Regions from separate parts of the Mus musculus genome. Here regions 2, 3 and 4 are each linked to region 1. A link is a contact called in public promoter capture Hi-C data. All regions are on one chromosome and are shown on one strand. The core of a region is the stretch at or near the end of the contact, and the rest is flanking DNA. Distances in the headings are between cores, read along the strand shown.

Evidence for each region. Promoter capture Hi-C pulls out the DNA fragments that hold promoters and counts their contacts.
Region 2: a contact with region 1 is called in a promoter capture Hi-C map of pre-B cells, with 7 times the contacts expected there. The contact joins the promoter of Ktn1 here to the promoter of Txndc16 in region 1. A contact is called at or near these places in 3 of 39 promoter capture datasets (hippocampal neurons, liver and pre-B cells), 1 of 484 Hi-C or Micro-C datasets (muscle stem cells), 1 of 115 datasets of contacts at active chromatin or transcription factors (astrocytes) and 1 of 9 other capture datasets (adipose tissue).
Region 3: a contact with region 1 is called in a promoter capture Hi-C map of pre-B cells, with 4 times the contacts expected there. The contact joins the promoter of Mapk1ip1l here to the promoter of Txndc16 in region 1. A contact is called at or near these places in 4 of 39 promoter capture datasets (the C10 cell line, hippocampal neurons, liver and 1 more), 1 of 484 Hi-C or Micro-C datasets (pre-B cells), 1 of 115 datasets of contacts at active chromatin or transcription factors (astrocytes) and 1 of 9 other capture datasets (adipose tissue).
Region 4: a contact with region 1 is called in a promoter capture Hi-C map of pre-B cells. The contact joins the promoter of Socs4 here to the promoter of Txndc16 in region 1. A contact is called at or near these places in 4 of 39 promoter capture datasets (the C10 cell line, cranial neural crest, hippocampal neurons and 1 more), 2 of 484 Hi-C or Micro-C datasets (B cells and pre-B cells), 1 of 115 datasets of contacts at active chromatin or transcription factors (astrocytes) and 2 of 9 other capture datasets (adipose tissue and liver).

What each region holds. Positions count from the first base shown.
Region 1 is chr14:45,216,885-45,224,018 of GRCm38.p6, forward strand. Txndc16 (thioredoxin domain containing 16) reads right to left here and starts at 2,541. Exons shown (of 21, transcript NM_001310534.1): 1 at 2,333-2,541; 2 at 2,112-2,165. It overlaps Gpr137c (G protein-coupled receptor 137C), which reads left to right and starts at 2,833. Exons shown (of 7, transcript NM_027518.2): 1 at 2,833-3,534. The coding sequence starts at 3,109.
Region 2 is chr14:47,645,607-47,652,740 of GRCm38.p6, forward strand. It overlaps Ktn1 (kinectin 1), which reads left to right and starts at 3,705. Exons shown (of 39, transcript NM_001347527.1): 1 at 3,705-3,833.
Region 3 is chr14:47,294,535-47,301,668 of GRCm38.p6, forward strand. It overlaps Mapk1ip1l (mitogen-activated protein kinase 1 interacting protein 1-like), which reads left to right and starts at 3,740. Exons shown (of 4, transcript NM_178684.6): 1 at 3,740-3,871. Gm35078 reads left to right here and starts at 2,008. Exons shown (of 2, transcript XM_006519856.4): 1 at 2,008-2,089; 2 at 3,449-3,871. The coding sequence starts at 2,076. The coding sequence ends at 3,854. Socs4 (suppressor of cytokine signaling 4) reads left to right here. Exons shown (of 2, transcript NM_080843.3): 2 at 1-1,568.
Region 4 is chr14:47,273,252-47,280,385 of GRCm38.p6, forward strand. It overlaps Socs4 (suppressor of cytokine signaling 4), which reads left to right and starts at 3,669. Exons shown (of 2, transcript NM_080843.3): 1 at 3,669-3,970. It overlaps Wdhd1 (WD repeat and HMG-box DNA binding protein 1), which reads right to left and starts at 3,606. Exons shown (of 25, transcript NM_001360532.1): 1 at 3,270-3,606; 2 at 1,493-1,604; 3 at 662-813. The coding sequence starts at 3,346.

The DNA.
Region 1 (7,134 bases), core at 1,291-3,790:
CATTCCACCCCTGCTCACGCTGTGTATGATACCTCGTGACTTCAATGTGGGGCAAGCGAGCGAGGGGGTGCGGGTGGGGTGGGGGTCGGTCAACAGTTTCAACAGCCAGCATGTGGCAGGCACTTTATTTCCAGAAATGTTTAATTAAATTGGTAGGTACTGTGACTGTAGGAATACAGCACAAAGAACCCTTAGCTAATACGTAATGAGCTCAAGGGAGACTTGGAAAATGCTAAGTCATCAAGATTTGAGGACCTACTTCTGAAGCTTAAACCAGTGTATGTCCACTGGTACACAAGATAGGAAAGAGCAGCTGCCTTAACAAGAACTCTAAAGTGGGGCTGGAGAGATGGCTCAGCAGTTAAGAGCACTGACTGCTCCTCCAAAGGTCCTGAGTTCAATTCCCAGCAACCACATGGTGGCTCACAACCATCTGTAATGGGGATTCAATGCTCTCTTCTAGTGTGTCTGAAGACAGCAGCAGTGTACTCACATACAAGAAATAAATAAATAAATCTTTTTAAAAAAAGAAAAATGTTTTAACAAAAACTCTGAAGTACTAGCTAGGAGGTCAAACAGACCTCAAAACTGGTCTGAGCACCACAAGAAAAGGGTTATCTGACATTGATAATCAATAAATGAGCCACCTCAAGTTGGCAAAACTGTTGCTACAGCAATTTGGAGATGAGACATACCTAATGAGTCTACAATGAGTGTGTACCAAAGTTCTTACCGTTAACAAGCTTATTTTAAGCACTAAGAGGCTTGCAAACAGATTCGTATTGTATAGTAGCTGCTGTTGGTTGTATTTAACAAGGTATGCAAACACAGATTCCAGGAAGCACCAGCAAAGACAGGCAATATGCAAACATAAAATGTAACTTACACCCAAACTATTCCTTGTTCCAAGTAGCATGCTGACCAAACCACCTCAGCCTTGAAACAAAAGCCCATATACTCCAAAACCAGTTTGAGATCCTGCCAAGATAATGATAAAACTGGCAGGACCTGTCACAGGACAAGGTCAAGGACCATGGAGAACCATGCTCTAGGGCACGCAGAACGAGACCTGCTGGCTGCTGATCTGTACTGCTGTGTACTCAAGTTCTCTGAAGGATCCGCATCTGTATAAAGACCTTGCAGCGAGCTTAGCCTGTGCTGAGTAAAACATCATGGAAGACAGAACATTATAAACAAGAACCAAAAATCAATCCTGCACTTCCCCTTTCCCTTTCAGTCAAAGCTGACCATCCACATGTGTATCTGGCTAAACATCTGTAACATAGCCTCCACCATACAGCTAATGAGAAAAAGACAACATCTAAATGCTGGAGAGTCTCCTGCCTCATTATAGTCTTCCTGATGAGCCTACCACTGAATAAACACAGACTTAGGGCTTTCTTTTCATTTTATCATTATTGTACATGTGTGTGCATGATTACACTTGTGGATGGTAATACTGTCTGGTGTCTGGCAAACTACTGGACCAGAATAAGTACAGAACAGATCTTAAGCCCCTTTGTAACATGTACTTGGTGGTGGAGGACTGAGAAACAGCCATCTTCTTAAGCAGACCTTAAGGAGGGAGTATTTAGGAAAGGCTGGATATTGGATGCTCCAGTAAATATGCTGTCTACAGAAGCACTGAATCTGCAATGAGAGGCTCACTCTGAGAACACAGGATCCTTCCTCATCTTGCATTACTTTGACTGATTTGCTACCAAATACCAAATACAAAAAAAACACAAAAAACAAAAAACAAAAAAAAAAACCTTCATGTAGTGGCCAACATACAACCGTTCCTCACTTATTTAAAGCAGAAATATACCTCTTATTTTGTATCTCTCAGTCTCTGATGAGAATAGCACCACTTGTTCCAACACACAAGCAGAATCTCACACAAACTCTTCCATTCTGGACAATCACCACATTGTTACTGCTCCGCGCTCCCCCCACCCCTCCCCTGCCCACCCCTGCGCCCAAGAGAGCTTTCTAAATTGCAAGTTTCGAAGAATCACCTTCCCCTTGGAGAAGGCCTCAACGTTCATCTGTTCCCAGGACCACCATCCTTCAGGACCTCTTCCCAAGAGAAGAAAGGGTTGATTACTTACAGTTTCCGCTCGCGCTTTGCTTCATTCGCTTTCCTCGCCCCGTGTTTCCTCCAGCTCAGAAAAAGAAAAGGGGGGGAAATGAAATCAAAACCAGCGTCGTTTGGTGCCCCCAGAAACAGGTGAACTGAATCAGCAAGCAACCTGGCTGGAGGGACGTTTGCCGAGTGCTGATGTGCATGCAATCCTGCAGGCAAAGTCTTGAGGCCCGCGCTGCTACCCACCTGCCTGAGATTCTCGTGCAGAGATGAAAGGTCTCTGAGGACAGCACGTCCCGCCATCAGAGTAGAGATGGTGACAGAAGGCGGGGCAGGGGCTGGTCCCTACGGCGGCTCCCAAAGCAACTACGCCTACCTGAGAAGCTCACCGCCCACGGCCGGCACTGCCTCCGCAAAATCAGTCTCTTGGGCGAAAAAACAACCCCCGAGGCTCCGCCTGCTCCTCGTGCTCCTTACGTAAGAGATCCTCCAACCAATGGACGGTCAGGGGGCGGAGCGAGAACAGCCCCAGGTGACAGAATCTGGAGTCCTCCCGCCGGCGCGAGGAAGTCTTGCAGTTGCTGGGCCAATCAGCAGCGTGGGTGGGAAGAGGGGCGGGGGTAAAAGAGGAGAAAGCAGAAGGCCAATCAGATCAAAGGCTTCTGGAGTGACAGGCTCTGAGGCCTGTGGTATTCCGAGTGAGGCGCCCGGAGGGCGCGCCCGCCCGGGCCAATCGCCGGCAGCTCACAGTGCGGAGCGAGCGCCTCAAAAGCTCGGGTTTCTCAGCTGATTGTCTCCAGCCGAGAGTTGTTTGCTGCTGCTGCGGAGCCGAGCCGCGGCCCGAGGAACCGAGCCCCCCGGGGGGAAGGGGAGGCGGGCCCGAGGGCAGCCGCGGCCATCGCGCGGGGCTGCGACTCCTGTCACGGCGCTGCCCGGGGCCGCAGGCTGGGGCGGGCGGGAGGTCCGGGGGGCGCTCGGGCCGCTTCCTTCCCGCGCTCCCTCCCCGCTGCTCGCGTCCCCTCATGAGGGTATCAGTGTCCGGGCCGGCGGCCGCCGCGGTCCCCACGGCCGGCCGCGAACCCTCGACGTCCGGCGGGGGCGCCGTCGCGGCCTCGGGCGCCGCGGTTCCCGGTTCGGTGCAGCTGGCGCTGAGCGTGCTGCACGCGCTGCTCTACGCCGCGCTCTTCGCCTTTGCCTACCTGCAGCTGTGGCGGCTGCTCCTGTACCGCGAGCGGCGGCTCAGTTACCAGAGCCTCTGCCTCTTCCTGTGTCTCGCGTGGGCAGCGCTCAGGACCACGCTCTTCTCGGCCGCCTTCTCCCTCAGCGGCTCTCTGCCCCTGCTGCGGCCACCCTCTCGCCTGCACTTCTTCCCGCACTGGCTGCTCTACTGCTTCCCCTCCTGCCTACAGTTCTCCACGCTCTGTCTCCTCAACCTCTACCTGGCAGAGGTAAGGCGGGAGGACCGGCGAGCGGGGGAGCGGGGCCGCCGGGATCCACTCCTGCCGAGACGGAAGGGGTCGGGGCTGGGGGAGGTGGCCGGAGGGCAGTCTGGGGACACTGAGACACTCCTGTCTTTCCCTCTCCCTCAACTTAAGCCGCTGATGGACTCGGTGCCTGAGGGGGTTGGAGAAGTGTGAGAGAGAGAGTATGCGTGCCCCGACAACTTAAGGCAGTGGGACACCCTTTGTTCAATGTCCCAGACCTCCACGTAAGGCGTTGGTGGCGACCACAGAGAAGCATCGTAAGAAGTAGCAGCTCCGGTAGCTCTGTCGAGGCTGGACCGGGTTGAGGGAGGTTGGATGCTGAAGTAGAGGCAGCTCTGCTGAAGCTGGACCGCTGCCAGCCATTACGTCACCAGGCAGAGCTGTTCCTCCGCTATTGTTGCTGCGTTTCTTTTATTAGAAGCTTATATCCCCCCCCCCCCCCGCATCTCCTTAACTGTGGCTCGATACACCTTGCACAAATTCTGATCGATCGCTTCCCCGACGGGGTGAACGATCAATAACCAATGCTGCGGGACAGTCGAAGGACCTCCATAAAGCCCTTAGTGTTTGTCCCAGTTGCTGCTTGCTTTGGCGATTTAGGCGGTCTCTTACAGCACAGCCCTTTGGGGGAGAGCTAATTAGGAGAGAAGATACAAGCTTAACCTGTGCCTGTTGCAGAAACAAACCACGGAACTATGTTTTTTGGTGTTTTTGATTTTGTTTTTCCAACAACTTGCTTAATAGCTGGAGTCTAATCACACCCCCTTTCTCTTTTACGGGGAATTGCTGGTTGGATTGCATTGTTCTGCAGCACATTTGACCCATTTCAGACAGGTTGGGGGTATAAGGTTGTCAATCATGTCTATCTGGTATTTATGCCTTATTATTTTCAGGTTCCACCCCCCCCCCCCCAGTCTTCTTTTCCCTCAAAATACGAGCTTAGGAGAGGAGAAAAAAAGGTGACATCATACACTTAATACTGACTAATATAGAACGGTATTGGTCTATGCAGCTAATCCTCTCAAAGGCTTTTGGAGGTGATGAGAATTAACACAGTTCCAAGGAAAAGTAACCCAAAAAAGGCACTTTTGAATCAGATTGTGTTTATATTTCCTACATAAACCAACTCTTTTTTTCCCCTTAATAAACAGGAAAATAGAAAGCGTTTTTAAAATCACAATTGTAATTTCAGCTATATACAATTGTTATATATACAAGCTATATCCAATAAAAAACAATTATTGAGTAACAAAACCAAACTTTATTTTTATTCTCTAGCAACATAATACCATAAAAAACCTCATAATACCACAAAAATAATGCCACACTCTTAAGCAAAAGTGAAAAGCATATGCAATTGTAAATCAAATAAACATGCTACAATGGTATCATATTTGGGGATCATCCAGTTGCTTAAGGTTTTATAACACATATTTATAGGTAAACTGATACTGAGTTCTTCTTGACACTTCTGATAGTACATTAGTAATTTCTCATTATTGAAGACTTACTTTAGCCTCAGATACAGTTAATCTACCTGAAAATGATTAAAAGTCAATTTGCTAGGAGCATCAGATACCACGGGTGTTGTCACCCCCCCCATATGTCTTAAAAAATTATATATGCAATTCATTGGACCTTGCTAACATCACCCTTTCACTTGAGATGTAACACATAACCAGAAAGTGTACACAATCTTAAACATGCAGCTAGGGAAGTGTTATGTATGTATACATCCAAGTTACCAACAGCCTGAGTAAGATCTTGGATGCCTTAAGGGTTCCCTTGTATCTTCTACCAGACAGCACCTCTCACTCAAAGGGAAAGAAAGTGGCCAAACATAATAGGAAAAATATCAACTATATTTAAGCACAAAATTCTAAAAAGTATTTCTAGAACAAAAAAAATAAAGATTATCTACATAGTTTTCACATGTTATCACTGGTATTCCAAGTAAGAAAACATTAAAGTCTGAAAGTCTTATTAAATGAATCACTTGTTTGTGTGATACACTTTTTTGGAAAAAGCTCTTACCCTAGAAAATATAAATTTCAAAATACTGTACTGAAGCTCTTTTGTTTGATTGGTTGTTTCTTAGTATCTTCTGGAAAGGGCTTATGGGTTGCTTGCCTTTTATAATAACACTAAAAAGTTTAGGACATAATACTTGAATAAATATTGTCCTTTTTTGAAATCCTGCTTTATAATAGACATTTGAATCAGAATTTATTTCCCAGTTCATAGATATCTATACTTAAGAGAGTATTTGAAGTCAAGTGTGGTATGTACCTATAATCTCAGCACTTGGGAGGGAGAGGCTGGAAGAATGCCATGATTTTGAGGGCATCCTAAACTACATAGTTCTAAGACAATATGGCCTATATAACAACTGAACTTAAAAGGTGAGTATGTGAGCACATATTTGTAATCCTTATACCTAGATGACAGAAGCAGAAGGATCTACAAGTTACACGTTGTAGTACTTTGCCAAAAAAAAAAAAAGGTAAGAAAAGTGTGGATTTGTTTTTCTTGTATTTTTTGAGGCAGACTGTCTATGTACTTCAGGCTGGCCTTGAACTCTCCATCCTCCTGCTTCAGCCTTCCAAATGCAAGGAAATATAGATGTATACCACCATGCCCAGCTCTGGATGACAGTTTTTAATTAACAATTCCAAGTAACTGGAAGTATATTTTCTATTGATCATTCTGAATTCGTAAAGTTTTTCTCTTCGAGGAGTTGTTTCTTTATTTCAGTTTTTTGTTTTGTTTTCAGATGGACATGCTAGTGAGCTCAGACTGGCCTGGAATGTGCTGTGTAGCCCAAGATGTTATCAAACTTAAAACTCACATGCCTCAGCATCCCAAGTGATGGAATTGTGGGCACTGCTGCCATAGCCAGCTTTTGGATTCTTCATACTATAGCAAAGTTGTAGAGAGAGTTTGTTGACCAAAACAAAACTATTATTTTTGTCCCAAAGTATTGTCTTTACTGTCTCATATTAAATACCAATTCCATTTTACTTTTAATTTAAACATTTGTTGTGTCCATGTCTAATGAATTTAAAACATTCAAACTTTTCATTATAAAGAACCATGGATCAGGCCAGAAGATATCAGTTAAGAGCACTTGCTGCTCTCACAGAAGACTGTCCAGTGCCCAACAGCTGCCGGTGGTAGCTTACAACTGTAACTGTAGGTGCCAGCATACCTGCATTCACATGCACATACCCCCTCACAGATACATAGTTTAAAAATAGAACCTTGATCATTATAAACATAGAAAACAACATTTACTACTTTGAAGATTATTTTATGGTGCCTCTTCCAAAACACATGTTTTTTTAAAGTTAAGAACTGTGTAAACTATTAATTATTCTGGATTACACCTGAATGGAATTGAGCTAAATGTATTTCTTTCTGACTTTTCATCTTTCTGATTTTTGGAACAGAATAAAAGTATTATAACCTAAAAACGGATACTGAACTTTTTCTGGCAGTATCAGTAGAGCATGACCTTTACCAGATAAAATTTAGTACTCTTATATTTTCCTTAGTGAAGATTTC
Region 2 (7,134 bases), core at 2,455-4,954, 2.4 Mb after region 1:
CTGCAAGCCACCATCTCTCCTGCTCATCGCTGGAAATGGGTCTTTAACAGCCATTTCCCATCACTCCATCACGTTAGCTACTTCTGGTAAATACTTCGGGCCTTAGCTGCAGCATGAGTCTTTCTGCTGGGAAGTGGGTTCCCATCTCAGAAACCATGCTGTCTTGTAATTCAGAAAAGTCACGTGACTGAAGCCAAAGCACGAGGGGTTTTTCAAGAATCATCCGTGGTGTCACATGACAGACAGGCTCTACCAAATGAACTCTAAGATGCTTTGTGGCCGGGAATGTCACTGGTCACTTTGCTAAGGAGTGCAGCAGAACCCTGCTGTGGGTATAGAAACAAATTGGCAGGAATGGTATCTAATGGGTAGATACACACTGCCTAGTGGGTGTTCAGTTTCAGACCCAAGGAAAGGAAGGGGCTGAGGTGCATATTTTATATATCAAAGCAGACCTGGCCTCCAGGTTCTCCCCGCATCTTCCAGTCTCAACGTGGCAAACCCAGACCCTAAACTTTTGTTCTCTCTCTCTCTTCCTCAATCCCTCCCTCCCTCTCCCCCTCTCCCCATGGCGACTCCCCTGGCCTCCATCCTCGGGGCCAGTGAACTTCCTGCAGAGCAACTTCTCAATAAACCCGCCTTTACTATAATCTAGTCTGGCTTGAATTGGCTCATTTCGCTGGTGGACATATAACCCATCAGTGGGTACTTCTCACATAACTGAGAGCCAGGGAGAGCTAGAGTGACAGGGCAAGAATGAGAGCAGAGAGCTCCAGTGCGGAGAGCAAGACATGTGAACAAGAGAGCCAGCAGAGGAGATTGATGGAATGGAGGCCCCTTAGGACGCCAGAGGGCTGCCGGCCAGAGCTCTGTGTCACCCGGCTTGTCATCAGGAAAAATCATTTTGTAGCCTTCACAGAATAACAACTTGAAATAGAGCTTGGACTCTGCTCCTTTTTTTTTTTTTTTTTTTAAACTGTGACATTCTCCAAACAATATATATGAGTTCCAAAAAGTAGCTTTTAAAACTGTTGAACCAGCAAAACATGGTGGCGGGTGTCTATTCAACAGTGGCGTCCTAGAAGGGGAAGCCTCTTGAAAGTTTAGGGGTCCAGTTGAGTCGTTTCTCTCTCCATCTAGTCTCAGGGTCTCTCAGTGATGCAGTGGAATTTTCTTGCTGGAACTTGCTCTGTAGAGCAGGCTGGCCTCGAATTCAGAGATCCTCATGCCCCTGCCTCCCTGGGATTAAGGGCTTGTGCCACTAAGGCCAGGAGTGGGATTTAAGAGGGAATTTAGAGCTTTAAGATCAGTGGCTCCAAGAGACAGTGGGTCCAAAAACTTGGCATAATGTTAATTCTGTCCGGGCGTGAGGCTGGTGGATCTCTGAGTTTGAGGCCAGCCTGGTCTACAGAGTGAGTTCCAGGACAGCCAGGGCTACACAGAGAAACCCGGTCTCATAAAACCAAAACCAAAACCAAAAAAAAAAAGATTCCCAAACAAAGGGCACAGCGCAAGCCCCTATGGATCCAACAGTTCCTCTGTTTGAGAGCTGGTTCCTTGTAGATCTGCAGCTGAACTTTCTGAGAACCTTCTTCCTCCTTTATTCAGATGAAGGCAGGCATCCTTCCAGCCTCCCTTCCAGTACTGTGAGCTGCTTTACTTCAATGCTTATCTCTGCCTTCCCTGAGCTGGCTGAGTGAGATACAATCTCTTACTCAGATGCTACTCTGATCTCTACAGAACTCCCCAATTCTGGGAAGCCTACATGGTCAAAACAGGAATGGGCAGGCGCCTCTTCATCTATCAATATATTGCATGCCTTCAAATCTTCCCCAAAATCCGTTAAGAAGAAAACTGGTACAAGCTAAAAGCAGTAAACTGTGCTTTTTGTCCGGGGGGGGGGGGGGGGCGCAGGGGGGAGGGGAGAAATAGTCTTTCGGTAGCTACATTATACCTTATAGTTTTCAATAAGGTTTAATTTCTGATTGTTTTAAGAGATAACTCAGATGGGGAGTGCTAATTCCTTTTAGCAAGTTAGTTGTGGGTTTCAGCGACATGGACATGACATCGGTGAGTAGTGAGCAGCAGTCACAGTTAATTATAACTTAGGTTAATTATGTGTGTTAACTATAGTTAATTATGTTACATTTTACTATACTTCAAAACTTAGAGGATTAGTCTTAAATACCAATAGGGCTTGCCACCTGTAACATATCTAGTACATCTTTTTGTTTTGATGTGAGCAATTAGAAAGCTTATAGGAAGGAAGCATCCAGCTGTTCCCCTTTGAGAAGTCAAAGTTCATCCGAATAGAAGTGGCTGGCGCATTTATACTTCTGTATCGACTATAAGAAGTAAGACGTTTGGAGGATTGCTTCCCTAAAGACCATGCTACTATGTAACTTACGAAGGAACCTATGTATCATTTGTATGCAAATGATGGTGTCCTTTTCCTAATGTCAGAAAAAAAAATCTAACTGGAAACTTTTTTGTGGGTGGAGGGGGCGCAATTACAGAGTTGTTTGTAAGCTATTCAAGAACCTTTACATTCCATTACAGAAATGATACAGTTACACTTTGTATTAAGCTACTAATGGCCTCACTTCCCAACAAAGCCAAATCTTCTGGCACTTACAGGTTCAAGAGACAGCAGCTCAGAAACAGTGTTTTGCTGGCCTTGGAGCTGGTGAGTGCTGAATAATACTCATGAGAAAGGAAAAGAGCAAGCTCCTTGAGAAGTGGTGATTGGACACTGGTGGAATTCTCAATACCTCATCAGGCTGTTGCTACAAACGCTTCAGCTTTCATTTCTGCTTTGAAGAGCTCTGAAAGCTTGGGCGGAAATCATTCGAACGCAGACAGATGCGCAGCATTCTTGTAACTAGCCTATGATGAGGACATTCTCTGTTGTTAATGTTGAGACTTATCTGATGCTCCAATCATTAAGGATTGCTCCTGGGTAATGGTAATGGTGAGTCTGATTCTATTTCTCTACCCCACACTCTAGAAGCGTGCCAATCATTTGGTAACTTTTGAGGAGAGTTTAGAGTATGTTGTAGATATGTTCAGGGCAGTGACTGGCGTTGTCTGAGATAATAATAATAATAATAATAATAATAATAATAATAATAAAACACTAAAAAGCAACACCGGAGAAAAAGCTTCCATCCTCGCAGCAAAGAGCAGAGAGACGCAGAGATTCTGGTCAACCCCTCTTAGCGCTGCAGTTTCTAGTTATTTAACCTTGCTTAAGGAATGGCCAGCAGCCAGCAAGCATTGCAGCCTTACAATATTTGCACACAACTTATTTAGGTCGGCTCTATAAATTCCTCGTTTTGCGGATTTCGGAGGAGAAATCCCAGCCGTGTGTGTGTGTGTGTGTGTGTGTGTGTGTGTGTGTGTGTGTGTGTGTGTGTGTGTGTATGTCTAGCAACTTGGAGTACGGTTAAAAGGAATCAACCCGTGTCGGGGGCCAAGTGGTACTTTTGTGCGAGGGTCACGTGAGACCAAGGCCGACTGGGGGAGGCAGAGTAGGGTTGAATGGATGAAGGGATTCCGCAGGGACTTCCAGGCGGAGGGTGACGTCTCTGCAGCCCAGCGCGGGGCATCTGGAGGCCGCCGGCTGCGCGGACCTGTCCCTTTAAGGGGCCGGTCTCCGGGCCCCTCTGGCCGCGACGCCCGGACGTGCGGAGCCGCCCCGCCCCGAAGCCGCCCGTTTCCTGCGGGGCGGCGCGACGGCACCTGAGCTACTGCGGCGGGGCCTGGGAGCGCGCTGACCAGGAGGTAGAGCTCGCGCCGCTGCATCGTCCCGGCCTGGTACCCGGCTGCGCAGGGTGAGGAGCAGGGCCGGGGACTCCAGGGCGCGCGGGCGCGGGGCGCAGGGCGGGGGGCTGCGCTCGCGGGGTAGGCCTCGCACGGAGGTCGCAGTGTGCAGCGTCCGCCCAGGCCGCGCCGCCGCCGGCCCGCTCCGAGGATCCGCCTGCGGGTTCGGGCTCCAGGGTTCTGGCTCGGCGATCTCCCCGTGGCTGCAAGGTCCGATCCCAGGTCCGCGAGTGGCCGGAGCTCCCCGGCCATCTCCTCTGAGGGCGAGGTCGATCCGCCAGGGCCGCGGGGTGACCGAGGAGCCTATTTTTAGCTGGGCTCGCAGGCCCCAGGGCGGGCTGGCGGATTAAGGCTCTGATGAGGGTGACCAGAGGGAGCGCCTCGCCTCGCCTCGGGCGCCCTGGGCTCGGGCTGGGCCACGCGTGCGCCATGCTGGAGCGGCTCTCCCCTCGCTTGTCCCGGAGCGCCGCCCCTCCCACCACCCGGTCCTGGGAGTTAGGGGAAATCCTGCGAAGTTCTCCCTCTCTCCCAGGGGTGTGTCCGCCTTGGTGTCCAACAATAGAATTTGGGGTGTCCCGGATCTGGCCGCTTTTGGCGTAAGGGAGCAGAGTTCGGCCATCCGAGACCGGGGCTTGGGAAGCAGCGTTCTCTTCTTTGTCCGGCTGCCTCTCGGTTTAGGTCAAAAAGTGCGCTGTTTAGTGTCTTCGGGTCCTTCTGGGAGGAGGCGGAAACCCGGATTCTAACAGCAGGGCCACTGCTAGAAGTGGATTCCTTAGCAGCTATGTGGATTAGCATAGCTTCAGAAGCTGCGGGCCGAATAGAATAGTTCAAAGTTTTGGAGTGTTCTGAGAAATTGACAGCTCCACACCCAGGTAAAGAGGAGCTCCCCAAAGGTGAACTAGACATTGAGTTGTGTAGCAGGTGACTTAGGGGTGATTTAACTTTTTTTTTTTTTTTTTGCCTGAATTAGGTTGCACTTGTTTTCTCCCCTCACCCGCAAGCACTGGCAGCAGTGGCTCTGGTGTGGGTAAAAGCATTTGGTGATGAGACCTGAGATAATCTGTCCATGCTGCCCTGGGGCATTCCGGCTGACCTGTGTTCTGTATGTGCCGCGGTAGCCTTTCATATCTGATGTGTTGCTTGGTAAATAAGCCTCTTTCCCATTCCACCTTTCTTTTAGAGACCTTACACGAAATAGCTAGGCTTAATTATGTAGGTTCTTTCCCCATGCCAACCCTGAGTTAGAAACGTCTCTGAATTTTGTAGCCCTCAGTAGACATACATGTCTTAATTATCAGGTGCATTAGAGAATAAGGTGTTCTACATTACTGAGACACACACTCAAATATATCGGGAAAATTCCTCAAGTGTATTAAACACTTTAATATCACAAAGGATACCCAGTATATAATCCTTTCTTGATTCATTGTCAGCATTATGGAAAGCCGTTGGTTTGTTTTATTTTATTGGTATATTTCTATGACCTCCCTAAGTATTAGCAGCCTCTTTCTCTGATATAGTTTCCCCCTAAACAAATCTAATAAGCAAAATCCACACAAACCCCTCACCCCCCGAGCAGTGTACAGGCTTGCTAGTTTGTAGGTTTTGATCTTTTGTTAGATTTTGATAAAGACCTAACAAGTAAAGGGCTTGTTCTGAGGCTCAGCTTCTAGAGGACGCATGGTAAGATTGACCGTCAGTCAGTCTTTAGCTGGAATTTTACTTGAACTCTTTGGAGGATGTATCGTTTTTCCAGGGAGGGACTCACTGGGGTCAGCCAGAAACTTGAGCATGCCATATATACTTTTGACACCTCTAGCCCTCGAATATGTATTTTTGTTTGTATGCCTACTATGCTTTTTTTTTAATGGCCAAATTTTTAATTAAAAAGATTTTTTCAATACTTTGTAAAAAATAAAAATTAGTAAACTCAGTGGTTCCAGGAGAGTTTGCTTTAGGAATCTGACCTCATGTGTAATAAGGAATGGCAGGAGGTGGGGGCGGGGGAGGTACAAATGTTCAGGTGTTTGAAAGTAACCTCTTACGCATGTGGTTTTAAAGGTCTCTGAAGGCAAATCCAGAGTATCCCTAGAGACCAGAAGTAACTGTCCAGAAGTCGCAGTGACCTCTCATGTATAAATGGACTGCATCCCCCATCATTGCTGCTCCAGTTCTAAGGGACAGAGTCTGGGGTGTTCTGATGAAAAAGATACGATGTATTTGTTAGCAGCTGGGGAAAATTGGTTTAAGATTATGAAGGATATGGTTCCTATAAATAGAAACTTAGGGGGAAACTTTAGGTGCCAGGAACCAGAGTTTGAGTAACTTAAGCCATCACTAAAGTCTAGAAGAGAAAAGTAATAATTTACAAGTGTTTGTCAAGTGCATGAATTGGTGCTGACAGCCTTAAATTGCTTTTAAGCCTTTTCAGTTAAAAAAAAAATGCTGTTTGTCATGATAGTGTCTTTGATCACTCCCAAGGGCAGAGCAGGTGGATCTCGGACAGACCAAAGTAAAAATAAAAAGGGTTGTGAGCTTTAGCCTTGAAATGATTTCCTCCTACCCCCTTTAAAAGAAAGGGTCCGGTCTCTACCATGGAGATTATTTGTATCCCATGTTCATTCACTATAGCAAAGAGTTGGAATCAACCTAGTTGTCTGTTAGTGGGTAAGTGCATAATGAAAATTAGGTCTCTCTGTAAAAGAGTACTATTCACCTCTAAAGAAAAATGATGTAAAAACATTTGCAGGAAAATGGACAGACTTGGAATGTATGCTAATAATCAAGGTCCCTCAATCTCAGAAGGAATTAACTGAGTGTTCTCTCTCCTAAGTGGAGTCCAAACAGTTGTATCTGTGTAGACGTAAACTAGTGCATATGCAGGCACAGCCAACATGAAGAAAAGAGAACAAGAAAAGCTAAATATAAGGATGAGGAAGGACTGCGTGCAGGTGTTAGGTGAGTTTAGGGTTAAGACATGATTGAGGTTATAAGGCCAATTGCTTTTCTTGTTCTAAGTCTGTCATGGTTTTGGTTTTTTTTTTTTTTTTTTGGTCTTGTTTTGTCTTTGATGGTGGTTAATGGTGGTTAAGTGCATAAAATGTATTTGATACCGAAAGTGTAAAATTTAATGTGAAACTTCACAACTTCCATTTCAAAATGTCAATATTAACTATAGAAGTTCATTAAGTTATATAGACTTTGGCTGTGGTTAATTTTGGCATTTGATGTTTTTGCTTGAAAAAGTTTTAAAAAAAGTTAAAGTTTATAAAATAAATTAATAAACACTTTGGTACTAAAAAGAAAGGTGCT
Region 3 (7,134 bases), core at 2,490-4,989, 2.1 Mb after region 1:
TAGACCTGCATCTTGAGTCATGCTACGATTGCTAAAATATGCTGAATGGATTATTTTTAAAAGTTTCTTTGGGTGTTTTTTCTATGAAGAGTTATATGTGATTTTTCTGATATATAACTGTGTCAGTGGTCTAAATAATGAATGGAGGGGATATGTTAATTTAAAGGGGATCTGATAGGAACATTAAAGGAAGCTTTTAGTCAGCCTGTGGCTAGATTTATTGATTTGGTAAGCAAACCTGTATTGTTTGCTGACTTTCAGCTAATGGCTAACTCTGGTCAAAGAATGGCTTTTGCTTAAGGTTTTGACTTATTATAAATAAGATTAAGAATATCTTAGTAATTAGGAATCCTTTAAAACATAGAACAAATGTGCAAATAAGACTCATCTTTTTATAAGAAAAACACATAAGCCTTTATCACTTATTCATGAGCTAAAGCCATTAAGATAAATCAAATTATCGACGTTCAATCTCTGAACTTTGGATCGTTTTCTAGATCCATATAATAGAGTACTTCTTTCCTGTGAATCTGATGCTTTGAGATAGATCTCTTACCCTCTTTTCATTAAAAGTATTTGTCATTTTTAACTACAGTCACAATCCAGTAGGCAACTATATTTTTATTTTGGCAGAGCAAATTTCAGAGTCCATACTTAATTATAAGACAATCCTGAAGACAAAACAATGTTTAAAATAGCCTATTTAGCCAGGTGTAGTGGTACAGGCCTCTAGTCCCATCACTTGGGACTAGATTTCTGTGAGTTCCAGGCCATTGTTACATCCTGTCTTGAGAAAAGAAGACGATGAAGACATGTAAAGTAATGGCTATCTAGTGGAAAAGGCTTTAGGACAAAACTAACTTCAAGACAGTGTGTCTATTTTGTAATTTTGAATGGATTGCTCAATCCTAAATACTCCTTTGCCTTAATTTCCTGTGAAATGTAGGTAATGGTCTTGGTCTCCTGAATGTTCAGTAAAAGGTGTCCCTTGGATCATAGTTGAAAATAATAGTTGCTGAGTAGCTATTCAGTACTAGTTGAGAATGACACATTTTTAAAGTAGCACCTTTGTGGGGCATACAAAATCATATTCACTTGTCTGTAATAAGCTTTCTTGACTTGCTCTGATAATGGAGATAATAGAACAATTTGGGTTTATGGTTTAAACCCTACAATTAGATAATTGGAGTTTCCTCCTGCCTTTCAGAAGATCTGTGTAAACTGATGTTGGCCTTATTTGGAAAGATAATCACATCTGCAGGAAATAAAGATCATTTTACCATGGTTATAAATCAAATCTAAGCTATCAGACTTAGGAGTCATGATGTAAAACTCAAGAAAGTTTATTTAAATTATGCTGGCTTTGCTAGAATTGGATACATTTGTATGAGCCGAGTATGAAATATATACACTTGAATATCAGAGTTTAATGATTTCACAAAGCTATGTTGTCAATCATGGTGTGTAACCCATACTGTTTCTTTTCACTTTCTAATCTTGACAAATATTTCTGTAGGTTTAAAATTTTTGATCTAAATAAATTTTCGCTTAATATATTAAATCCAAAAGCTTTGTCGTTTTTAAAGATTTGTGTGCATGTGTTAAATTCAGGAGCATACCATGATACACTTTCGAAAGCCAAAGGACAACTTTTTGAGGGCTAATTGTCTTGTGGCTTGACTTTGAGGCTTAGCCTCTCAGCCTCCAGCTGTAGGCATGCTGAAGTTCCAGCTGCTAGCCACAGTGCCTAGGTTTTCACATGGTTTTCAGTGAGCAAACTCAGGGAGTGAGGAGTTTTTGGCAAGGACCTTTACCTGCTAATCCAAAACCTTGGCCCCAGCCTTGTGGTTGTGTTTTTCATTCTTAGTATTGGGAGCTGGAGGGTGGGGGAGGATGGGAATTAGCAGGTGTGAGGTCAAAGGACAAAGTGTGGAGTTACTTATCTTTTACCTTCATTCTAAGGGTCAAACTCCGATTGTCAAACTTGTACAGCAGGCACTTTAACCTGCTGAGACGTGATTCCAGCCAGTGGTTTGGTTTTTTAAGCTTTCCTACCTTGGAATGAAAGTGAGGACATGACCACTTTTTGGTATGGTTGAGAAGAGAGGTTTTACTGTAGATATGAGGGAGAGAACAGCCAGTGGCAACTGGAAGAGTCAGACTGAACAGGGTCGTGGCGGGTGGGGAATAAGGGTGGGGTGGGGTGGGGTGGGGTAGGGTGGGGGGGTTGGAGATAAAGAGACCTGACAAGAGAAACCAGATTAGGAGAACACTCAGTGGAAATGAAGTCATAGAGGTTAGAGGTTAGATAGGTTTACTGTAGCGGGTGGGGTGAGAAGTGCTGGGGAGGCCACTTACTTGTCTAGGGTTTCTTTGGGACCTGACATACATCAGAAGTCTGGGAAGGAAAAAAAAAAATGAAAAAAATTTTTTTGTTTTGTTTGTTTTCGAGACAGGGTTTCTCTGTGTATCCCTGGCTGTCCTGGAACTCACTTTGTAGACCAAGCTGGCCTCAAACTCAGAAATCTGTCTGCCTCTGCCTCTCAAGTGCTGGGATTAAAGGTGTGCGCCACCACGACCGGCTGAAAATCTGTATGTAGATTTAGATTTTGCTTTCTGGTATGTCAGTTTTGAGTCTCCCAGAAACAGAGGCCAGTCTCAAAAACCCAACACCTCTCATCTTACAGCAGTGGCTTATCAACCTTCCTAATACTGTGACTCTTTAATACCATTCCTCATGTTGTGGTAACCCCCAACCAGAAAATTAGTTCATGGCTACTTCATAACTGTATTTTTGCTACTGTTATAAATAATGTAAATATCTGATATTCGACCCCTATGAAAGAGTCGACGCCCAAAGGGTTCATAAACCACAGGTTGAGGCCACTATTCTTAATTTAAAACTTAAAGGGAATCAGAGATAGCTTATTCTGGACCCATTTTTGAATGATGATGGCACCAAAACACAAATTTAGGTTACCTCAAATTCCATGTCCCAACATGGAACCAGTATCACGAGGTTTTTAGTTTTACAGAACAGAGAACGCTATAAATCAAGGCAAAGTTTAAAACACACTGGTGGATGGATACATTGGAGGGTACATCAAGATAGAGGAAGCTTTTCTATACATCTAAGACATTATCCGATGACATTCTTAGCTTTTGGATTGGCAGAGGCTAGTTGCCTGTTAATAGACCTAAAAGGTTTTTAATCTTATTGCCACAAGATATTAGTTTTGACACAGAGGTGGCTATTCTGGAGGGCTAGCACTAGCCCAAGATAAGGTAATTAGCCCCTGGACCTGCAACATTCCAATCTTTCCACAGTACTGAAATTCCAACTTATACAACTCAGTCTCTGCAGACATATGCTTTTAAAAGTTTTCATTCGCAAGACCTTTAGAAAGACTTCCCTTTTCCCTCATCTCTTTACCCTCGATTTTAACAGGACTACTGACAGCCAGCTTGGAGCCTGTCTACAAAAACCTCTAAACACAGAGAATCCAAACTCCGCTTTCAGTCCCTGGGTTGCGGTGAGCATCACCGGCCAGGGGGTTTCCTTTGGGTCTTTTGGACTCAGGAAGCAGGGAAACCTTCCCGCGCTCCACCCAGAGGGAAACAGCCCAGGCTCCCGGAGCCACGCGGCCCTGCCTGCAGTTTCGTGGGCGGCCGGCTGGAGGCGCAGTGCAAGCTGGGCGGGGCGGGCGGAAATAACGGGCGGCCAGGTCGGCCTCCCCGCTTCCTTTTCCGGTGCCAGGAGGAGCCGTGTCGCTGTCGTCTCGGTCCATCAGGCCTTCAGCGGGTCTCCATTGCCCGTCTCTCTGGACTCACCGCCGCCACTGTGCCGCGCCTAGGACTCGGATCCTGCCGGGTGAGTCCGCTTGGGCGCCTGCGGCGGGGCGCGAGGCTGGCGGGAGACGATGCGAAGACGCGGGGTCCCGGGGGGCCTGGCGGCTCTAGAGCTTTCGATGGGGAGGGTCCCCCGGGAACCAGGCGACCGAGGGATCTAATGTCGCGCCCGTCGGGTTCCGGGGCGCCCACGTCATGCCAGGCTTGGGCGGGGGCGGGCGGGGGGTGAGGGGTTAGGCGGGAGCGGGCGACCCTCCCCCACATCCGCCTGCGTGACCGGCTGGGGGCTGGTTCGCTCCGGTTGATCCCGGATTCCCTTTGTTCCCTTAACCCTAAAGGGCAGCTTGTTTGTCCCCCACACCCCCCCCCCGTCCCCTTGCCCCTCCACCGGTATCCCAGCCACTAATTTCTAATAAAAACGACAGTGGAGGAGACCCGAATCCTTACAGCAAGGTCTGGCGCCTGATAATTCTGTGTGACAAGCTTCTCGCTGATCGTAATTACCCATTCTTTAAATGACTACGGGGGACAGAAGGTGCCATGGGCTGAGTGAGTGACGTTCTCCTTTGAGCTAGCTAGAACGCTTGAACCATTTTTTTTCCTCCCTGCCATGAAAACTGAAAGTAATGTTTTCACGAATCCTAAAGTTGAAGTATCTAAACCAGACCCCACCGTAGATGTGTAACAGCCTACTACAGAAACACACACGTGTTGCCCCCTCCCCCATGTGCGAAAGGCCTGTTTGGAGGCCAAACCCTCAGAAGCTGGAGTCGCCCTCGGAAGTCTTTGTTAGTGGCGCTCCTTGGGTGGGGAGGAGGGCAGTTTTTAGTCGTGGAGTATTGGAGCCACTCTCTAGAACACTTCCCTTCAAAAACTTTTTCCTGCAGCTGCCGAGGTTGGAATGTTCTTTTTGATTACAGAAGGAATCGGTGTCATCTTCATTCTCCCTACAGAGGTTGAGCGTTGGGCTCAGGAACCTTAGGAATTCAGCAATCTTGAGATTCTGTGACTGTTAACTATAGAGGAGCCCTAGACTCGGGGACTGTTAATTAGTAATATTTGCACAGGGTGAGCCTGTAGATAAGTGCTAGCCCGGCTTGCTACAAGGTCCTAAATTCAAGTCCCAAAACTTTAGGGAAGGAAAGAAAAAAATTCAGCAGTTGTAACTATTCAGACTATAGCGGGGAGTGGGTGGAAAATGAAATGGATAAATAATGTCGGGTCAGCTTTTGCCACCAAATAAGTTTGTGCAGTACTTAGGAAATTGCTTTTTTTTTTTTAGTTGCTCTCTGCTTTGAAAATAGACAAAGGTTTGTGGCCATATTGTATCGGTTGTAAAAGCTAACATTTGTTGAGTTTTTTGCTCAGTGCCAGGCAGTGACTTAAGAGATTTATTTACAGATTAGTATAATAAGCCTCAGCAAATCTCTGGAAAATACCCATTTACTGCCATGTATGGGACTCAGAGAACTGGATTTGACCATAGGCCAGGCAGGCAGTCTACTCTGGTGGCTTTTTTGTTCTGTGTTTAAGTGAGAAGGAGAAGATGGGGCTGCAGTGTGGAGAGAGATGGCTCAGGTTGAACACATGCACTATTCTCGCAGGGGACTGGAGTTCTGTCCCAGCATTCACAGCCACGTATAACTCCAGGACATTAAGCACTTCTAGCCTTCTGGGGAACCTCCATGGAAGTGAACAACCCCGTGTATAGTTTTTAAAATGTTAAGAATGGCAGGAAGAGAGAATTGGACATTTGTTGCTATTTTCCAGTTTTAGTCACTGGGTCAGATGAAGTCCTGTTTAGTTCCTGTATAGCATGACAGCCCATTCTAACTTCATGAAGAAACTGAGGTTGACTCAGTCAAGTAAGCTGTAAAGCTATTTAGCACTCTTGTCCAAAACCCTCTGCTAAAACGTCTTACTGCTTTCTGGTATTCCAGCCAATTTGAACTGCATCTGCTTTCCCCCAGACTGGTCTTCCTCTGGTTTTATACAAACTGTTCTTACCCCGGAGCCTGTCTTTAACCTAATACTCTAGCTTTTATTCCAGACTGCAGAGATACCACTTCTCAGGAATGTCTATGCCATGCCACTAATTACTCTAAAGCTTGGGTTCCAATTAATAGGAATACATTATAAGAGCTCCTACTATGATGTTCAAAACATTCCAAGCTTTTTTACTTACCCAGTTATAAAATGGAATATAATCTGATAAATTACCCAGTACTGATCCAGAATCTGCTTTCAATATAATATATACTAATGTAATGCCCAAAATTAACCTGTAAGCCTCACCCTTCCAAGAACCAGGTAACTTCCAGAATGCTAAGAGTTGTAGTTCTTGGAAAACAATAAAATCTTGTGGGAAAGTATGGGGGCCAGTGAGTTTTGTCCAGAAAAGCCCCTCCAACATGTGTTTCCAGGCCACCCAGCTGGAGGTGCCAGTTAGTGGTCCTGGCCAAAGTCCATCTCTTGGTCAGTATTTAATATCTAATAAAGCTTCCTTCAAATTTGGCCCAAAATGGTGGAATTGGTTTTTCTCTGGTAAATCTCAGAATTAACACTGTCACACTCACCCATACAAAAATCATAGAAGTCCTGATTTTCCTTGATTTCTCTGAATTTATTTATCCATATGGTCTCACTGCCTGTGTCTTTAGATTCTTGAACTTCAGCTGGTGGTGGGGTATCGAGGAGGCACGGCTTTTACAAGATTGTTAAGAGCCTTGCTTTTGTCCAGAAGGTTTAATGTTCGTGTTTAAATATGGGGTCTTATATTATTTGGTCTCCAGTCAAAGTTTGGTGGCCTTTCCCTCTAACGCACTGCTTGCCAGTTGTCATAATAACTCAATGGACGTTTCCCCTCCTTACACTCGGAATGAGGATGATTTCCGTAAAGACCATGAAATCTGCTGACAGGTATTTTTCTCTTCTAGTGACTAGTTTTTAAATAGTAACGGAAAGTTGTTTAAAGTTTGTAATTGTGCAAAAAGAAAAAAGGTGTGTGTGTGTGTGTGTGTGTGTGTGTGTGTGTGTGTGTGTGTGTGTGCTTGAGTCTTAAGTTGTGTAACATACAGGATAGCCTCAAGTTCTCAGCCCTGCCTCAGGACCAAGGCCTCCAGAAGATTATAGAGGTACACCGTCTCACCCAGCATTAAAAGTACTCTTGACCAAGAGTTACGCACCTTGTCGTAGTGCCGTTGGGTGTTTTATATGGCTTTTGAGAAAATCTAGGTATTGTAGCATTCTGCAGCCTAGCTCAAGCCTCATCATGATGATAGCTAA
Region 4 (7,134 bases), core at 2,419-4,918, 2.1 Mb after region 1:
ACAAATGCCAATACAGACGCCTCTTCTAAAGCCAGCTTTAAATATTTCAGAACCAAGAGTGAATGCTACAATTCTTTTTAAACCTACTTGCAAACTGTCACCCAAATTAAATAACTTGTTTAATTCTGTTCAATAAAATTTCTGAAAATATACGTTGAAACTTCTTATCTTGATAAAATATAAGCAGTGCCTACATGGCTTCTCTGGACACGTCTAGGCTTCTCCTGCTAATCTAATTAACTGTTACAACCATTCTAGAAAGTTCTTGCCATCACACCCCACCTCAGCACTCAGTGAATTCATTTTTTTCTTATAAGGAGGATTAAGAGATTCTGCAGGAGCTGGGGCTGGTGGTGCACGTCTTTAAACCCAGCACTCAGGAGGCTACACAGAGAAACCGTATTTCAAAAACAAAATAAAACAAATGTAAGGGGCGGGGGAGGGAGGGGAGGGAGGGGGAGAGAGGGAGGGAGAGAGAGAGATTGATTGATTCTACAGAAATCCTAATTTTGGTTCTACCTACAATAGTTTTTAAAATTTGTAACAAGTTATCCCCTTTCTCAGCACAAAAGCTATATATATATAAAACTACAATAAAGGTGGACAGTGTTCTAAGTTCTAAAACTGTCACTCTTCTAACACTGTGTGGAGCTGAGCTCACCTTGACCCAGCAGCAATTTTGTTGCCGGCCCCATTGAAGACCACATGGTTTGCATTTGTAGTGAAGCGTGTTAATATGCCATCAGGAACTCCTTCAGGGAATGTATAGACTTGGACGGTATTATTAGAAACTGCAGTGACCAATTTTCCATTCTTAAAGAAAAAAAAATAAAGGTTAGACATATTGGCACAACAAATCCAAATCAGTTAGTAGTATCTCTAGAATGAAAAATCCTGTTAAAACCACAACGCCTTATAAATGCAGTTCATGTAGAGAGAAATTTTCAGTATCCAATTTTCCAAAACACTAGTGAGAAAAATTTCCTAGCTTTAGAAAAACTTAATTCCACCTCCACAAGCCAATCTTTAGCCTGTAGTATTTCTTTTATTTCTGGTAAGAAAAATAGTTATATTTTCAAAGATGCCAAGTATCATAAACATGAGGCGACTAGAGGCTATCAACAAAAGAAAACAGTTTTGGTGTAGAAGACATCAAAAGTCAGAGCCACTACAGCACAGCCCTGCTTCCACAATACAATTATGCCTTTGGAACAAGGTGAAGACTAAGCAGAATTCACTGCTGAGATGGAGTGATAGGGAGACAAAAGTGACGTGGATTGTGACAACCACACGGCAGACAAGAAACATTGTCCCTCAGAGACCAGCAAGAGTCAACTTTATTGCCACCTTAGATCTCTGACTTTTCCCCTCCTGGGTTGTGAAGTAATAGAGTTGTAGTGCAGCAAGGAGAAATTTATATTTTATATAATTTTTCCACCTAAGCATAAAAGACACATGCCCATCATTTCTTCACAGCAACTGAAATAAGTACCTTCAAAGCACATGAAAATGCCTTTTCTCCAACATTAACGGACTTAGGGTCATCGTCGTCCAAGTCTTCCCACATCCTCACATCACCATCACTGCCACAAGTCACAATATAGCTGTGAAGGACATACACATTTTAAATGTCACCCAGTTCCAGGAACTCTTCAGGAAATGCTACTTTTCTATATTTTCAAACAAAAATCAAGACATTAGTGAATTCTTTTCCATATAAACATCAATAGCAGACTCTTAGCTTCCATTCTATAAAACGGAGATGAGTTTAATGTTCTCTGCGGCTCTTCCTTGGCATAAAATTATTTCTTGGTAATAACGTGAGAGAAAGACGAGCACATGATTTCTGCAACAGCAAGGACTGTGTCTGCTCAGCCACCATCACATCCCCAGTACCAGCTCGGGACACACAGAGACTATAACCAATGTCTGAATATATGAGCTCAACGAGTACCCCAAAAATTATTAAAATAGCCATGTGAATAGGTTATTGCTTGTTTTTCAAACTTCTCATCGCCTAAGTGCTTTTGTTCATTCTGTTTATGTCCTATCTGGACACATAAAAGTGCAAATTAAATAAAAACAGTAGAGGGCTAATGGCAAAAAAAAAAAAAAGATAAAAAAAGGAAGGAAAGAAAAGGAAGGGAAGGAGAGAGGGAAGGAAGGAATATGAATAAAATAAATGTTTAGAAGAAAAAAAAGATTAACTCCCAAATTGGAAAACCCAAAGGGGGTCATAGGAAAGTGTTCATCAGTGTAGTAGCCCTGCCTGTAATCTCCGTGCTTGCCAGGCAGAGGCAGCCTCAGCTACACGTTAAGTTGGAGACCAGCCTGTGCTTTAGGAGGCCCTCACTAGGACACCAGCTTCTAGGCAAGAATGGTCCACTTGAGTGGGCATGCGTGACATGGCTGCTATAGGGGTAACCAAGTGCTTTTTGGATTTAAGGTCTATTCCACAAAGGGGAACCCATTCTTGGTAGGTAAACCCTTTCAAAAGCCCATAGCAAGGGGAGGTCTCAGGCCCTAGGGGGTACACTACTGCATAGCTAAATTGCATAACCTCAAACTGCTGTCTAAATATTTATGTACATTTCAAATGCTACCCTCAGCCTTTATTAGGGAAGCCTCAGCCGGCCTGGAGCACGCCTTTAATCCCAGCACTTGGGAGGCAGAGGCAGGCGAATTTCTGAGTTCGAGGCCAGCCTGGTCTACAGAGTGAGTTCCAGGACAGCCAGAGCTATACAGAGAAACTCTGTCTCGAAAAACCAAAAAAAAAAAAAAGAAAGAAAGAAAGAATTAGAGAAGCCTCTATTTCCAGTAAATGGTGGTGATTGTAGAGCCTCATGACCGCACAAGGTGCTGACAAGAAGCGACTTCTCAGTATTGAGCCCTAAACTAGACATTTACATTATGTCCTCTAGTACACAGGGGACACTGTGAAAGAGGAAGCTGCAAAATTCCATCTCCTGGGCACGACAGTCATTGCAATTTACAGCAACTGCTGATGCTTAACTGTCTCATAAAATAAACATGACACCGAATGAGGACGTGAGTGGCGGGAAGGCACTCCTCTGGGTAAAGGATTTTAATTTTCGTGAGGTCCTAGAAGTGCCACGACAGTTCAAAGCAAACAAGCCTCAGGGCAGAGGCGCTCCTTGTTTATTCCTTCCTCTGTCCCTCCGCATCGGTCATCTTCGACCGGCTGTCCATACCGAGAATGACGGCTAACATTCACGCTGGACCCGTCCTTTGTTTCCAAAGACGCTTACCTTCCAGAATCATCAAAGCAGACTTCGGTGTGCCCTTCCGTATGTCCGTACCTCATGGGCTTCTGTGTGGCCGGCATCTTTCCCTACCTGAGCCGTTTTGTAAGAACTGGTATTTTTTTCAGTAGGGCGATCGTCCTCTCCGCGCCGTGCAGTCCTGTTTCCCTCACCCGAGGAGCCACAGCACGATGCAGCGGAAGGTATGTCACACACGCCCGGGAGATGACAAGCTTTCCCCTCTGCAAGCACGGGCAGCGGGGGCGAGGAGCAAGCGGTGTGCACCAGCGTCTGCTCTGATGGAAGCACGGAGCCGCTTCCCGCGCTCTGGCGCGCTCGCCCTGTGCGCATGCGCGGCCCGCCGCCGCCCAGCCCAGGTCCGGCCCGAGGTCGCCGGGTGGTGGCGTCAGAAGCGCGCCGCCTCGAAGCCGAGAGCTGGTGGCTGGGGCCGCTCTGAAAGAAAAGGTGGGAGCCGAACCCGGAAGTGGCGGCGGTCCCTGGAGAGCAGGCGGAGGCAGCGGCAAGTCTGACTCTGGGCTGACCGTGGAGCCGGGGCGGGGGCTGACAGCCAGGCCTCCGCCTGGCGGGAGCCGCACGAGGAGCGGGAGTGGCCGGGCCTCTCTTCCGCGCTTGAGCGAGCGCCGGGTGATGGCGGTGGTGATGGCGGCAGGCGCTCGGACAGCTCCGCTTGAGCTGAGCTCGGAGAGGTGAGAGGGGGAAGGGTGGCGGCGAGGGCTGGGGTTTGACGCCTGCCCTTTCAGGATCTCCTCCCGAGCCACCGTAGTCGCCTCCTTGAACCGATCGAGCTCCTCGGGACCGGGTTAGGGACAGACCTTGGCAAGCCTTTATTCTTCACGCCCTTCGTGCCCTCAACTTTGTCATTTCTGTGGTAATAAAGGATGGACTGATTCTTGTTTCTTGCGACTCTAGCTAAATAATGCTAAAGAGAGTTAACTTGGGTTTTCTATTTAGTTCCGACCAAAGTTTACCAAACTGCTTTTAGATCTAAAAGGAGAGGTCTAATTTGTATTGTTACAGGTTTCTGTTCATCGTGGCAGTCGATAACACATCCTCTACTAAGTCAGGTCTTGGCCCGTTAAGTTTATGCTTTTCTTGTTTCTTCACGTTCTCCATATTAATAAATTGGTCTGTTGAAAATTATGATTTTCGGTGATAATTGGGGCTTTGACGGCGTTTTTGTGGTACCCACTGTACAGTTTCAGTCAGACTTATTTTTATTACCGGAAAACTCTACAGAGGTAGATCTAGATAACTTATTAAAAAAATTGCAAGCTTAGTTATTACTCAAACCGTGGTATTCTTGCTATGGTGGCATTTTGTAAGGCATTTCTAAGAACCTGGGTTCCAAAAAGACACTCAGATTTGTATATGAATAAAAAGGAAGAGTAGTTGGCTCAAGTAGAATCTGAGATTCTTTTTTAAAAAACAAAACAAAACCCTATTGTTAATTTCCCACAAGAATAAAGGCACCTGAGACAATGACTTTTGAGTAACTTACTTTTATTTTGAAATTATTGTTTTTAGACAGGCCAATTTATAATTCTTTTGCCCAGTACCTGGACAATAAAAATGAGTAGGTACAGTGTGAGGTTCAAGTTGAGCTGATGATACTCATCTATATATTGAATATATTGTAATGGGATTTCAGAGTAATGCTTTTCAGAGCTCACCATTCAGAAACTTGCAAGTGGGAACAAGAGTTATTGATGTAAATACTTTAGACAGTGCCTGTGATACCATTTGATTTTAGAACTATGAATGATGTCAGCACACCTGCCCGCTCTCTCTGCCCTAACAACCAAGTCAGTATTGACAGGTTAAGATAATATTTCCTTTGCTGATTTCCCAGGTATGAATAAGCTTAAGCCTGATGATTAAACAGTTTCGTTTTTAATTTTAACTCTAACCTGTTGTATGACCTTGAGTGTGAGTGTGTGTCTTTATTTTCCTGATTGTCAGATTTCTCACCTCTAAAGTAGAGGTGATACTTAGTTCCACCAAATTATTGAAGTACATAGAAGATACTCGTGGAAGTCTAAAACTATTAAGGCCTCATGTTACTAGTTAGGCACTAAGGTATATAGTAGTTTTGCTTAAAGTGGGGTTAGCCTATAAAACCTTCAAATGCTAAATGCATCCAAAACTGTGACTGCTGCCTTCATCAAGTTTATGAGCATGTTCTGGGCAATAGATTTTAAGTAGTATGTACAGGCTAATAAAGTAATGGAATTTGTATAACTAAAGTACTGCATTTGCAAAATTGTCAGTTTATATATAATAACGTAACATTTGAAAAAATCAGTGTGCTTGTAATTCTCATATGGGTACCAAAATTTCCCAAATGAATTATTTATTACCAGTGCATATCTCATTGGTGTGGGTATCTGAATGAGTTAACTAAAAATAATACCAAGATCAGAGATTCAATTTCACTGAAGTTTAGTTTGCACTGTGTGACCATTTTAATACCTTGAAGTTCACAAAATAGTGTTGGTCTCAAGGATAATAGGTTGAGAAAACATAGATATATTACCATTCTGTCAAAGATAGATATTACATATAAATAATGTTATATGATCCTACACAGTTATCTAAGAGACTATAACAGTTTTGCCTACAGAAGAGGGTTTGTTTTTGTTTTGTTTTTTTATTATTTTATTTTTAATTATAAAAATGTGTATGGTAGGGGTGAGTGCAGTGCCTTCTGAGGCCAGAAGAGGGCATTAAATCCCGCAATTGTGGGCTGCAAAATGTGGGTTCTGGAAGCTGAATTTGGGTCCTTTGCAAGCACAGCAAGTATTTGTAGCTACTGAACCATCTCTCCAGTCCAGCCCCTAAAATGTCTTTTTAATAGAATATTTCCTTGGTATAAAAATCGTTTTTATTATGGAAGATGAGGCTGGAAAAGGGTGTAACAATAGCTAAGGAGAACCAAGTATTGAGAAAGATAACATTTTTTTTTTATCTCTCTGTGAATGAATTAGGAGTGAATGTGAATAGCATATTTATTCTGGGAGTAAATAATACTTGTATAAACCCAGTAAGGTATGAAGGAGATATAGTAAAAGTCCCTCTGCTCTTAGCCACCTAGTTCCTCCAGGTGAGCACAGCTGGTGTTTGCTCATTTGATTACATTGTCAGCACTAGATTGACTTTGAGCATAGCAAGACAGAGATTATCAAGTTTTAATACATTGCATTTTGATCATACTCATCATCATGTCACTGTACCCCTTAATTCTCCCCAGGCCCACTACTCTGCTTAGTAAGCTACCACTGTCCAATTTGTGTTGCCAGTCTACTGAGGAATATAGGGCCATCCACTGGAACACGGTTGCCTCAGTCAGAAATCCGACTCTTCCTCCCCTAGAAGTATCACCTGTCAGAAGTTTCTCAGAAGTACCTCTCCACTCCATTGTAGAGTGTTAACTGGCTTGATCTTGTGCAGGTAGGCACAGCAGCTGAGTTCATGCATTTGATGGTCCTCTTGTGTCTGAAGGACAGTTTCACTCCAGTTCTCCCCAGTCTCTGGCTCTTAAGACAGGTGTGGTGGTACATGCCTTTAGTCCCAGCACTTGGGAGGCAGAGGCAGGCAGATATCTGAGTTCGAGGCCAGCCTGGTCTACAGAGTGAGTTCCAGGACAGCCAGGGCTACACAGAGAAACCCTGTCTTGGAAAACAAAAAACAAAACAAAACAAAAAAGATGTTTCTCTTTACCTTCCACAGTGGTCCCTTAGTTTGCGGTGCATGTGATTTGAATGCCCCATTGGTGGCTGAACACTGCATTGACATTAGTCTTTATACTTTGACGAATGGAAAGTGTTTGTTAACCACCATCCACTGTACAAAG